Regions from separate parts of the Macaca mulatta genome. Here region 1 is linked to region 2. The links are chromatin contacts, called in public Hi-C maps. All regions are on one chromosome and are shown on one strand. The core of a region is the stretch at or near the end of the contact, and the rest is flanking DNA. Distances in the headings are between cores, read along the strand shown.

What was found. Hi-C and Micro-C count contacts between places; a contact is called where the count stands out from the background.
Region 1: a Hi-C map of fetal cortex germinal zone shows a contact between it and region 2, with 2.2 times the contacts expected there. The contact joins the promoter of APEH here to the promoter of BSN in region 2. A contact is called at or near these places in 8 of 14 Hi-C or Micro-C datasets (CD4 T cells, blood, cortical neurons and 4 more).

The regions. Positions count from the first base shown.
Region 1 is chr2:113,136,176-113,142,518 of T2T-MMU8v2.0, reverse strand. It overlaps APEH (acylaminoacyl-peptide hydrolase), which reads right to left and starts at 5,016. Exons shown (of 22, transcript NM_001261735.1): 1 at 4,970-5,016; 2 at 4,762-4,894; 3 at 4,081-4,207; 4 at 3,614-3,707; 5 at 3,435-3,510; 6 at 3,181-3,344; 7 at 2,885-3,022; 8 at 2,700-2,791; 9 at 2,583-2,623; 10 at 2,376-2,497; 11 at 1,476-1,536; 12 at 198-295. The coding sequence starts at 4,981.
Region 2 is chr2:113,015,615-113,021,439 of T2T-MMU8v2.0, reverse strand. It overlaps BSN (bassoon presynaptic cytomatrix protein), which reads right to left and starts at 1,362. Exons shown (of 13, transcript XM_077992567.1): 1 at 1,139-1,362. The coding sequence starts at 1,362.

The sequences.
Region 1 (6,343 bases), core at 3,767-6,266, 120 kb before region 2:
TCTGCTGTGGTGTACCAGGCCAGCCTGTCCCTTCCAAGAGAAATGAGTCCAGGATGGGCAGGCAGGGTTTTAAGGGGCTGATGAGACTTTGTGGCTGGGCATTTCACCCAGGGGCATGCACGTGCTATGTCTCGGGGCGCAGGGCTCCTGGGGGTTGACCACAGGGGCTGCCCCTCAACACCATCAGTGTCCCTCACCTGCCGGCTGCGCTGAGCCGAGTCAAAGACCACTCTCTGGCTGTCAGCTGACCAGCATCCCAGAGGCAGAAGGCTGCAGTAGATCCCAGAGAAGTTCTCTGTAAAGACAGGAGGGCTGGGGCTGCATCCAGCAGTAGAGGTAGGGAGGGTCAAGTCTACAAGGCAGGCTAGGGTACTGGGGAATTCACCCAGGGCCCTGCTCAGGCACCAGTCGGGCCCCTGCAGCTTGTGGCACACATGGGGGCACCCTACGCGATGAGGAACTGCCTGAGTGGTGGCTGAGGGGCAGAGGCCTCTGGGGACCCAGAGAGGCAGAGCTCAAGAGCTCCAGAGAGAAACCGTGGGTGCTGAGAGGAAAAGCACTTGCTCTCCTGAGTTGCTTCAGTTGAGCCCAGGTAGGTACCAGGTGCTTTAACCAAGATATCATTTGTCTGTCTTATCTCCACTGTGGTGCTTAGCACAGCGTTTGGCACAGGGGGCTCAGTAAATCCTATCCTTTAATATCATCACTCACTTAACGCTCACTATAATCCTATGAGGCAGGCAGACATAATCACCCCTCCATGAAGAAATGGGAGCTCAGGGAGGCCAGGACCCTGTCCGAGGACATAGCTAATTTAGGGCAGAGCTGGGATTCATACTACGTTCCCACCACTGCATCCCTGCAACCCAAAGAGAAGACAAAGAGGCTATCCCTCATCCACTGAACTCCTGGAACTGGCCGGGTGGCCTGAGAAAACAAGAGACTCATCCTTGAGATGTTCCAGGAGAATCCAAGCAGAGCTATGAACACTCAAGACAGGAGTCTCTCAGCCAAGAGCCACCCTCCTGAAGACCCAGCTGACTTCAGAGCTGGACAAAGGTTGCTGGGGTTAGGATGGCGGACAGGATAATATCATGCCCTTGGGTCCAGAGCCTCTCAAGTGTGACATTCCAACCTAGTGCACTTCCTGAGACCCACTCGAAGGAATCATGGTTTTGGTTTGAACCAGCCATTGGAAAAATAAGAAAAATCTATTTATGACCTGCAGCACAGGAAATAACACATCATCAGCTTGGGCCACTCTGATCTCAGCTTGGTCCTACAACTCCTTGCTATCGAATTGTTCCCTATGGTGACAGCCCCACTCCCTGAGGATGCTGGGCATAGGGCTGGCCCAGCAGGGAGGGAGGGCCCTCAGAAGGAACCTAGGAAAGAAGAACGGGGCGGGATGCAACAGATGGCAGGAAAGCAGAGCTACAGGCCCCACTGCACCCACCCAGCCAGGTATGCCTTACCTCCCAGCTGCCGAGGCACAATGTCTACCACCACTGAGGTAACCTTGGTATACCAGTCATACTGCAAGAGAACACAATGGTCAGGCCCAGTAGGGGACAGGCAGTTCCCTTCGGGCACAGTGCCCCGTGCCTATCCCCTTTTGCCTCAGGTAGCCCCAGGGGAGGAGGGAACTGGAATAAGCCTGATATATCTCTTTTCTGGTGACCTGGACCAGATGCCCAAGGGGCCTCAGATAGGCATGTCCCTCTGACTTTTTTTTTTTTTTTTTTTTTTTTTTTTTTTTGAGACGGAGTCTCGCTCTGTCACCCAGGCTGGAGTGCAGTGGCCGGATCTCAACTCACTGCAAGCTCCGCCTCCCGGGTTCACGCCATTCTCCTGCCTCAGCCTCCCGAGTAGCTGGGACTACAGGCGCCTGCCACCTCGCCCGGCTAAGTTTTTGTATTTTTAGTAGAGACGGGGTTTCACTGTGTTACCCAGGATGGTCTCGATCTCCTGACCTCGTGATCCGCCCGTCTCGGCCTCCCAAAGTGCTGGGATTACAGGCTTGAGCCACCGCGCCCGGCCGTCCCTCTGACTTTTACTAGGGGCTCAGAGCTCTTCCTGGGGAGGGTCTGGGATTGTGTAACTCCCCACTATATCCCAGCCCCTTGCAGAGCCTGGTTACATGCAGTTGAGAGCCAAGGGGAGGAGCATTCTTGCAGTGCAAAGCTCTCCATGGCAGCACTCTCAACCTCTAGGCCCTGCCTTGAGAGGACAGGCAGAACTCACACTGCTGCTGCACTGAGGACAGAAGGGCACCTACTGAGGGCCCATGGGGAGATGATGCTGGCCCTTCAGCTCTCATCCACCATACCATCTTCTTGCTGACCATCCTCCCATCCCCGCCACCTCCAGCTCACCAGGCACAGCTGGCTGCACTGATGATGGGGGATCAGAGATGGGTACTGCAGGTAGACAATGCGACATTGGTCTGGGCTCAGCCGGGGAGAAGAGACAGCCAGGGAATCATCTGAGAGGAGCTCTGGGCCAGATGGAAACAAGAGCATCACGCAGGCTGGCAGGGCCAACATGTGTCAGCAAAGCACAGGTGGGCATCAGCCACTTACCACACTTCCCCCCGATGAGGTCCACATAGTACAGGGCTGACCTGGAACCGCGAGACAGACATTCAGTCTCAAGGCCAGCTGGGCTGCAAGGTCCCTTGCCTTGCCCCACTCCCTCACCTGCGATTGGTGCAAAAGCGGATGCCCAACCGGAAGGGCTCATGCCACCAGCCCACAAACACCACACCAGCATCTCCAGGGGCCCAGAATGCCTGCAAACAAGATCACAGGGCAGAAGTGAACAAGGGATGGTAGCTGAAGAAGGGCCCCAGACTCCAGGAGGGACATAGGCTGTTGCTGCTGACCTGTCCAGGGGACACATTCTCAGGGACCCCCTCAAGCACAGAGATGTTGCCACTCTCGACATCCAGCACGCAGAGCACAGGGATGCTTTTGGAAACCATGTTTTCTCCCCAGTCTTCGTAAAACACAAACTGATCCCCCTGAGAACACAAGATACTCAATGCCCAGCCTGTCTATAGGACCTGCTCTGCTTCCTAGAAGCTAGTGCCTCCCCAGGTCTGACAAGCACAGTATGGGAAGGGAGCACACTGAGCCCCAGGGCTGCCCTGCTGGGCCTTCGTGGATTGACCACGAGCACCTTGATGGGTTGGTCTGGCTTCTTCAGCCTGGCTATCTCATCATCGCTGGCACTGACGTCCAAGGCTTTGGTCTGAAAGAAGGACTCGGCCTTGGGGCGCTTCCTCTCTGCCACATACAACAAGTGTGTCTCCGAGTGCGACCAGGACAGGCAGCCAAAACAGTCTGGGTGCAGGGAGGGCCAATCAGGGGGGGGCCCAGGGCTACGGCTACCCCTCCTGTCCACCCTGCCTGCTCACCAGCCAGATGCCTCACCATCCTCATAAACAGGCCCATGTTTCTCCAGCACTGATAGGTTGAAACTCTTGAGCTTCCGGTTCTTCTCCCAGACCTGAGGACATCTGGGCATTAGGCTGTTTGCCCGCTAACAGAGCCTTATCTGTGGGGCAGAGCCTCTCTCTAGTCACCCACTACCTGGTCCCATGTAGACTCACCTCCAGGAACTGCTTCTCTTCCCCAGGGCCCGTGCCTCCAGCCTTGCGCAGCACAGCTTTCATGCTGCCTGAAGGAGACTCTCTGCTCAGCAGTCTGTGGACATGGGGTAGCACAGGTCAGGAGTATCTTGCAATAACCCCTTCCTGCTCCCTTACTGGGCACCACCTCTTAGGAGAGATTCTTGAGGCTCTGGCCCCACACCAGCTTCTGGAGTACCTTGCCTTTCCTCCCTGAGGCAGAGACTCTACTCTCCCCAGCTCCCCCAGGCCACCACAGGCTCTAGTCCAGGTGAGTTTGGAGCAAGCCTCCGTTGCTTATCAGGCCATGTCACCAGAAACTGAATGAGCTCCCAAGGGGGCAAGAATCTGGCTCCTGGTCTCCCTTCTAGGCACATGGTGGGCATTCACAAAAGACTTGCATTGCAGACGCTGTGGCCTTGCTCACAAGATTCCTTCCTCAAACTTACTCCCCCCGGGTCTCCACACTGTTGCCTGCAGGTCCGGCAAACACCACTGAGTCCCCGTCATGGAACACCAGGTATTGGCGGCAGAATCGAATGTTCTCCATGCGTTCCAGGTCCCTCTGGGTCCACTCTGTGAGGGGAGGCATGAGGCTGCTCACCTTGTCTTGGCTACTCCTGGCTACTGCCCCCCAGCCCACCTGACCCAGGAAGGCCTAGATCTTCCTCAGTCTCTCAATCTGTCTCCAGACACTGACACCCTGGCTGCGGGCTGGACAACACTTGTCCACAACCCTAGTCCAGGCCTCCAGAGCCTGAGCTGACAGCCTCTTTGAGAGAACCCCCTAGTAACCCCAGCACCCACCCTGGAATCTTGAGGGCAGCCTGGCATGTGTATGGGATGGAGTGTTGGCGGAGCACCCTACAAAGTCCACGCCCTGAACCCAGGTTTGAATTCTACCCCTACACCATCATCTCGTGCACTCATGGGCACCATCCGATAACGCCCCGCACGCCCCCGCCTCCCCACACACCTGTGTGCAGGGACCTGTGGGAGTGTATCCTCCAAGTACAGGCCGGCTCCCCATACACCCTTACACACTGTCAAGCAGCGAGCCCTCCACACCCGCTTCCTTCCCACCCCAGTGCGCGACCCCGTCGCCAGCCAGTTCCCCTTCGCACACACACCAGTGTGCACCGTCCGGTACTGGCCGCCGTACTGTGTGGTGACCTCCGGGCCCAGGCAGGCGGCGCTCAGCGCGGGCTGGCGGCTAAGGCCCCGATACAGAGCCGCCGCCTCCTCGGGCTCGCTCAGCAGCACCTGCGCAGGGGACACACCAGGGTCAGGCCCGGTCCGGGCTGCAGGGACCACGGGGACCGCGGGCCGAGCCCTCACCTGACGTTCCATAGTCTCCTCTCTGCCGCCTGGGCGAGGCGGGGCGGGGGGGTGCTCGCGCCCGGAAGTGAGGCTTCCGGGGGCGGAGCCTGGGACCGCCCGGGCTGTCTCCGCCCCTGCCCTGCGGCAATCTGGGAGGGGGGGCTTTCGGCGAATAGGCGAGAACCGTTGGCAAGGGGCGGGCCTTGACGGTGAGAGGACCCGGCCTGGCAGCGAGAAGTCCCGGGTGGAGAGAGCAGGGGCGTCGAGAGGAGGAGCTGGCCTTCCAGGGGCGGACTAGTCAAGTGGGGGGCGGGGCCGTGGGGCGAGGCGTTGGATCTCGGAGGAGAGAGGGCGGGCCTGTGGAAGCGGAACCCGGGAGCCGGGCTTCGGGGGGGGTAGAAGGGCCTACGAGAGAAGCGGGTGAGACAGGACTGCGAGGCGGAAGCAGCGCGGTCGGACGGGCATGGCCCGAGCACCTGAAGGGCGAGGCCCGAGGGGAATGGGACCAATGAGTCTCTGAGGATGAAGGGCGAGGCGGGCGGGTCCAGAGTGGAGCCCCGCGAGGAATGAGGAGCCGGGAGCCCGTGAGGGTGAGGGCGGGGAGGGGGGAGCCGGCCGCATCGTGGATCTCCCGCGGCTCTGGGGCTGACTGTAGGGTTCCTTCGGGTCCACTACGAGCCGACATTCACTAGACAGTGCCAGGCCCTGCCCTGGAGGGACTCCCAGGCAGACGAAGAAGAGAAAGGCCAGAGTCCGGGCGGAGGGCGCAAAGCAAAGCCCTGGGGTGCGGGGCAGAGGGGCGAGTGCCAACTCTCAGGGTGCTGCCTGGGCTTATCAGTCACCAGGCCTGCCGCAAGAGCTATCTATCCCCGCAGCCTTTACCCACCCTTCTCAGTGGCTCCTTGTTGGGGACTGTGAGCCGGTGGGTTCCTTCCCCTCCTCCCTAGGCCTCAACCTGAGCTCTTGGGTGTGGGGACCCTGGTGGGCTCAGACTCCACCAAGGTCCAGGGAGCTTCCTGTGGAAAGAACCTAGGCAGGCAGGCTTCCTGTGCACGTGACACAGGATTGGCTGGGCTAAGGTGCCAGCAGAGATCAGGAGAGGCTGGACAGTAAGGATGTCCCCTCCATATACCTGAGTCTGGCTGGTCTTCCACATCAGGGCCCTGGCTCCCTGCTCCATGGTGTGCTTGTGATTGAGAGTCCACCTGTCTGGCCTGCAGCTTCCCCTTTCCCATCAGCCGCATCATTACTTACTCAAGATTACTAGTTAAGTTAAAAAAAAGAGTCCTGGCCGGCCGGGCGCACTGGCTCACGCCTGTAATCCCAGCACTTTGGGAGGCCAAGGCGGGCGGATCACGAGGTCAGGAGATAGAAATCATCCTGGCTAACATG
Region 2 (5,825 bases), core at 113-2,612:
TTACTGTTTGTTGTCTAAGAAATGACTTCTGAGGAAATAAACACACAAGAGATACAGTCGGGCAGCCAAAGAATAAAAAATTATGCATTCTCACAGTTTATGTGCTCCCACACAGAAAAGCCAGGGCAACATATATCAGCAGACTCACATGGAGCTGGAAGCACCTCCCTCCCACCCCCTGGGGGTTTTGCTACTCCCCAAGCCTATTTGGTGCAAAGATAATGCCTTCCATTTTATCCTGTCATCTCTTAGTAGTTTTCCTGAGTTTTCAGTCTACAACTTATTATATATTGGCATTCCCTTACAGCCTTCACTGCCACTTGACTGTTTTTGCAGGACCTGGGTTGGCATACATTTAAAACAAACTGGTTTCACAGTATTTAATCAGATATGTTCTGTTTAAAGCATTCTGTGTGGCTTTCAGCTTTTCCACTGGTTTGATCTAAATCATAAGGTAACAAGAACATATCTGGTGCTGGATGACTCAATAGCATTTTTGCTTCACCCCAAAATGTTTCCCTAAACCTTGGTGAAAGCACATGATCCTATTAGTATTGTTGGGCCTAAATAAGCACCTCTTGGTGTCCAGTGGGCAATTTTCCTTTCCCCCAAAGGTGATTACAGCCACTAAATGCCCAAGGAAAGCCCAAGACCAAGTTCATGGTTCAACTATTTTCATCTCTCTGTTCCTCGCAGTGACACTTATCTTCCCTGACAGCCACTCCCATTGTGCTCTTTCCTCGGCCCAGCACAATGGACACATGCAGACACCAGCAGACAGGGAGGACGTTTTCCATCCCATTGCTCCCCTGTGCGGAGGGACCAGGCTAAGGTTACATAAGCCCCTCCTGAGCGGTCAGGCCCGAGCGTTGGGGAGAAACGAATTTGGGGTTCGTGACGGAGTCACGGTCTGCAGGCCCCGACTGACCCTGCGCTCGTCATCCTGCCACGCCAAAGCGGGGCAGCTGGAAAGGAAGGGCCGCTTCCCGCGACCACCCAGTTCACACCAGTCCGGCAGGGTTCAAAGTGCGGCCGGACGTCGAACCTCGCTGTCCACACTAGATCGCGGGATCCTGGGCCCGGGCCCCGGCCTCAGGCTGCAGCTCACCGCCCCCCGGGCGCCGAGACACGCGCTTACCTGCCCGGGCCAGGGCCGGGGCCGGGGCCGGGGCCAGGGACCGGTGGTACAGCGGTCGACCGCGCTGCTCCAGCCGCGGGGAGCTGTCCGCCGCCGGCCGGTGCTGAAGGAGGCTTTCCTGCGCCGGGGCTGGGGCCGGGGCCGGGACCGGGGCCGGGGCCGGCGCCTCCGGGCGGCAGCGGCCCGTCGCCAGCGCCGCCCTCCAGGCTGGCCTCGTTGCCCATGGCGGGCAGGCGGGCGGGCGGGGTCGGGGTCGCGCTGCGCCCGGGCCGGCGGCTGCCTGGCAGTGCTCACACTCTCGGCGCCGCCGCCGCCGCCGCCGCCGCCATCTCCCAGCTCGGCTCGCGCCGCCGCCTGCCGCTGCGCATGCGCGTCTCGCGGCCCCCGTCCCTGCATACGCCCCCTCCCCCCTGTGCGCGCTCCCGCCAGCCCGCTAGGACGTGTGTCCACGCGCCAGCCTCGGGGTCGCTGGGAAACGGCCGCCGGCGCCCGCGCATGCGCTGTCCAGGACCCACGCGGCTGTCGCGTGCTGAGAAGGAGCCGGGCGGGGCCCGGCGGGATCGCTGCGAGGGCCCTGTGAGGAGGGGCACCTGCCACTAGAAGCGGCCTCGGGGTCGTCGCGCTGAGCCCTGCTTTGGAGCCGGGGGCGCTTTCCGCCTCGGTGAACTCGAGAGTAGCAACTCTCCTCCGGGTAACTGGAGTGCCACAGCGGGCAGACGTCGTGACGACAGGCCTCGGAGAGGAGAGGGGCCCAAGGATGGCTCAAAGGATGCATAGGAGTTGGGAAGGCAGAGGAACAAGTGTGTTCAGAGATGCGAAGTCGTAGAGGGAAGGAGAGGGAGGGTGCTTGGTGGTCGGGCCGGATTGTGGGGGTCTCTAAGGCCAGCTGGGGAGTGGAACCTTTATCCAGATGGTGATGGGAACCATCTGGGATTCACACTGAGGAACTGGAGTCTCAGGAAGTGCCCCGGGCACAGATGGAGGGTGTGACAGGGCTGCGTGAAGCCAGCTGGGAGGCCACCTCAGTCAGCCCTGGGAGAGTGACCTTGGGGAATGGAGAAAAGGAGTTTATGGTTCTCAGGCCTGGAGCTGTGGATCCCAGGACTGTCTCTCAGGATAATGTTGCCTCTGCATTATCCTGAGAGCTTTCCGAATTACTTCCCCGCTGCCTCACATTTACAACCGGTGTCTGCCCACTACTCAGGATTGTGTGCTTTGGTGGCTTCTCACACAAGCCTGTACTTTCCTATGGGAGAATATTTCCTAGGAAATGCACCCTATATTCCAGTTCATCTCTGGCTTCATAAATCATGACTGTGTAGAAAGGCTTGAGTAACTTGAACCCATTTTACAAACCCATTTAATTCTCCTAATGTTGTGGAATATATCACATAGGGTGTAAGCAGTTCTTTTTTTTGTTTGTTTTTGAGACGGAGTCTCGCTCTGTCGCCCAGGCTGGAGTGCAGTGGCCGGATCTCAGCTCACCGCAAGCTCCGCCTCCCGGGTTTACGCCATTCTCCTGCCTCAGCCTCCCGAGTAGCTGGGACTACAGGCGCCCGCCACCTCGCCCGGCTAGTTTTTTGTATTTTTTAGTAGAGACGGGGTTTCACCGGGTTAGCCGGGATGGTCTCGATCTCCTGACCTCGTGATCCGCCCGTCTCGGCTTCCCAAAGTGCTGGGATTACAGGCTTGAGCCACCGCTCCCGGCCGGGTGTAAGCAGTTCTAACTGAACCTAGAATAATCCAGGGATCCCAATGAATGCTGATAGCCAGCCTGCTGCGCAGACTGGTGGCGGTGTCAGTTCTGGTGAGGAGGAGCCAGGACCCTCCCTGGGCCTTCCCCTGTGCCCTCCAAGCTGCTCCCCCTCCACTCCTGGCCTCTGGGATGGAGCAAGTAAGAGAAAGAGGAAATGCAGAGCCCCCACTTCCTGACACTTTCTCCTGACTTTATACCTCCCGTCTTTTGCGCTAAACTGCCTGGCCCCTCTGGGATGACCTAGGATGAAGAGAGCCTCTCTTCCTGCAGATGATGGTCCTTGCCGTGTTTCCTCCTGTGCTGCAGGATGTTTGATACAGCTTCGTGAGTGGTGACTACATGTGCACATTTAGGCTCCAAAAGAGTCCACATCTCAGCCCTGATAGGACCCTTGGCAACTGACTTAGGCTCACTGAGCCTCCATTTCCTATTCTGCAAAGTTAGAATCTTAGTAGCTCCTCGAATATGAGGGATTGTAAGGGTGAAGTGGCTGATGTAGATACTTAATTTTTTTCTTTTTTTTTTTTTTTTTTTGAGACAGATTCTCGCTCTGTCACCCAGCATACAGGCTGGAGTTCAGTGGTGCGATCTCAGCTCACTGCAGCGTCCGTCTCCCGGGTTCAAATGATTCTCTTGCCTCAGCCTCCCTAGTAGCTGGGATTACAGGTGCCCACCAACACTCCTGGCTAGTTTTTGTATTTTTAGTAGAGACAGGATTTCACCATGTTGGCCAGACTGGTCTTGAACTCCTGACCTCTGGTGATCCACCCACCTTAGCCTCCCAAAGTGCTGGGATTATGAGCATGAGTCAGTGCACCCAGGCTGATGTAGGTACACCACCAGGACAAGTGACTGGCACATATATGACAACTCTGTTATTAGTTGTCTCCCTGGTGTTGGTCTGGGATGTGGCAGTCTTATGCCACATATTTCCTCCTGGGGAAGAATATGCTCACAAACATTATGGGCAGGCCAGTGGCCTGACCTTGTCCCAACCCAGGCTGTTATAGCTTCACAGACCCCAGTCAGTGTGGGTTGGGCTACTTGAAATGGGGGAAAGGATGTGTATTTTTTGTTTTTGTAGAAACCACAGGAGCTATGGCTTTCCACAGATTTAAATCAACATGCCTCTGGTTCCTGTGTGGTTAATTAGCTCTACCCAGCCTGAAGGCCTGGGGAGTTGCCCTCCTCAGAGTGGATTCCTGGCTGTTAGCAGACCTTCAGGGTCTCTGCTGCCTTGGTGACAAAGGGCACAGCACAGGGGACCCAGGAGGACCTGAAAATGTAGGTTAGAGGTGCCCCTCCTCTCCTCTCAAACTCTCCCAGTTCTGTTTCCTTTGAGGAGCATCCCCAGGAACATGCCTGCCCTGTGTTCATACACCCCTAACATTCAGCCCAGGGACTCCTACGGACCATGGGATGGTGTTGGCCTCTGGTTATCTGGGGCTCTGATTCAATCTCCCATTTTCATTCACTGTCCCAGAGGCTATTTACCTTCTCTTGATCTAGACTGGGGCTCCTCAACAGCAGGACCTTGTCTGACTGGTCCTATCCCCTGGGCTGGCCTTCAGCAGGCCCTCTGAGGCTGATGGTTGTGCTGGATTCTCCACGACGCTCTGAGCATTTCCCTCACCTGTGCCTCTAAGGGGTCCACCAATCACCAGGCTTAAAAACACCCAGAGAGATCTTTGGCTTTAGCTGCTGACCTAATAAGTAACAGGGAGAGTGCTGGGATTGCATTTGGTTTCTCCTCATGGAGGGGTTGTTGATGAGCTGTCTTCACTCATCCAGGAGAATTCACTAGGGTTGACTGTGCTTTATGACAAATGAATAAACAAACCTTTCAGTTTGTGCAAGCCAGCTGTGTGGTATGTCAAGTATCGCTTCCTCCTGGGTCCAACTGCTGCCCCACCAGGGACAGGATGGACCTAGAAACCCTGCAGGATTTTCCCAGTCCCCTAAGCTTCACTTGCTGAAATATCTTCCCACTTCAGCATAACATGTGACACATGGCAGCCATTTTGGAGATGGCCAGATGAGAGGACAATCAATCCACATGCCTAAATGGAACTGACGGACACCCCCCAGCTTGCTTCTCCAGCCTATGCTCTCAGACACTTGCAGAAGACCAGAGGGAAAATGGAATCAGAAAACAATAACAACAACAAAAAACCATCCAGGGCCATGCACAGTGGCTCACTCCTGTAATCCCAACACTTTGGGAGGCCAAGGCAGGTGGACTGCTTGAGCTCAGGAGTTTGAGACCAGCCTGGGCAACGTGGCTAAACCCTTTCTCTACTAAATACAAAAACTAGTTGGGTATGGTGGCATGCACCTGTAGTCCCAGCTACTTGGGAGGCTAAGGTGGGTAGATCACCTGAGCCTGGGAGGTCGAAGCTTCAGTGAGCTGTGATGGTGCCACTGCACTCCCACCTGGGTGACAGAGCAAGACCCTGTCTCAAAAAAACAAAACAAAATGAAACAAAAAAATTCAGGTGGGAAAAGGCCCAATCAGAGCCAGCCCACTGCTGGGATTAGTGGAAATGATTAGTCACCAGAAGGCAAATCGTGGAAGAATGAAGAGATGACAGGACCTTAGGAACTACACCCAGAGGCCAGCTGTGCCATGGGCAAAGCACCATGCAGGTCATCCCCAAGAAGGGGAGAACAGGTAGAGCTCAGACTCTTCCCTGCTTCCCCATAAGTCCAGTTCAGCCTGGGCTGATCCTTTCAGCATGGCAGCCTCCATGGGGAGGCACCAGATCCAAAGATGAAGATGTCTATGGGGGTGAAGAAGAATGGCAAACTTTGCAGGCAAGAGTAGGCATTAGAGAGATCAGAGGAGGAAGACAATAGAGAAGGATGACACAGGATAGGCTACATCTAGAGGATATAGTGCCATGGACTTTGGACTATTCCAGAGAGGCTGAG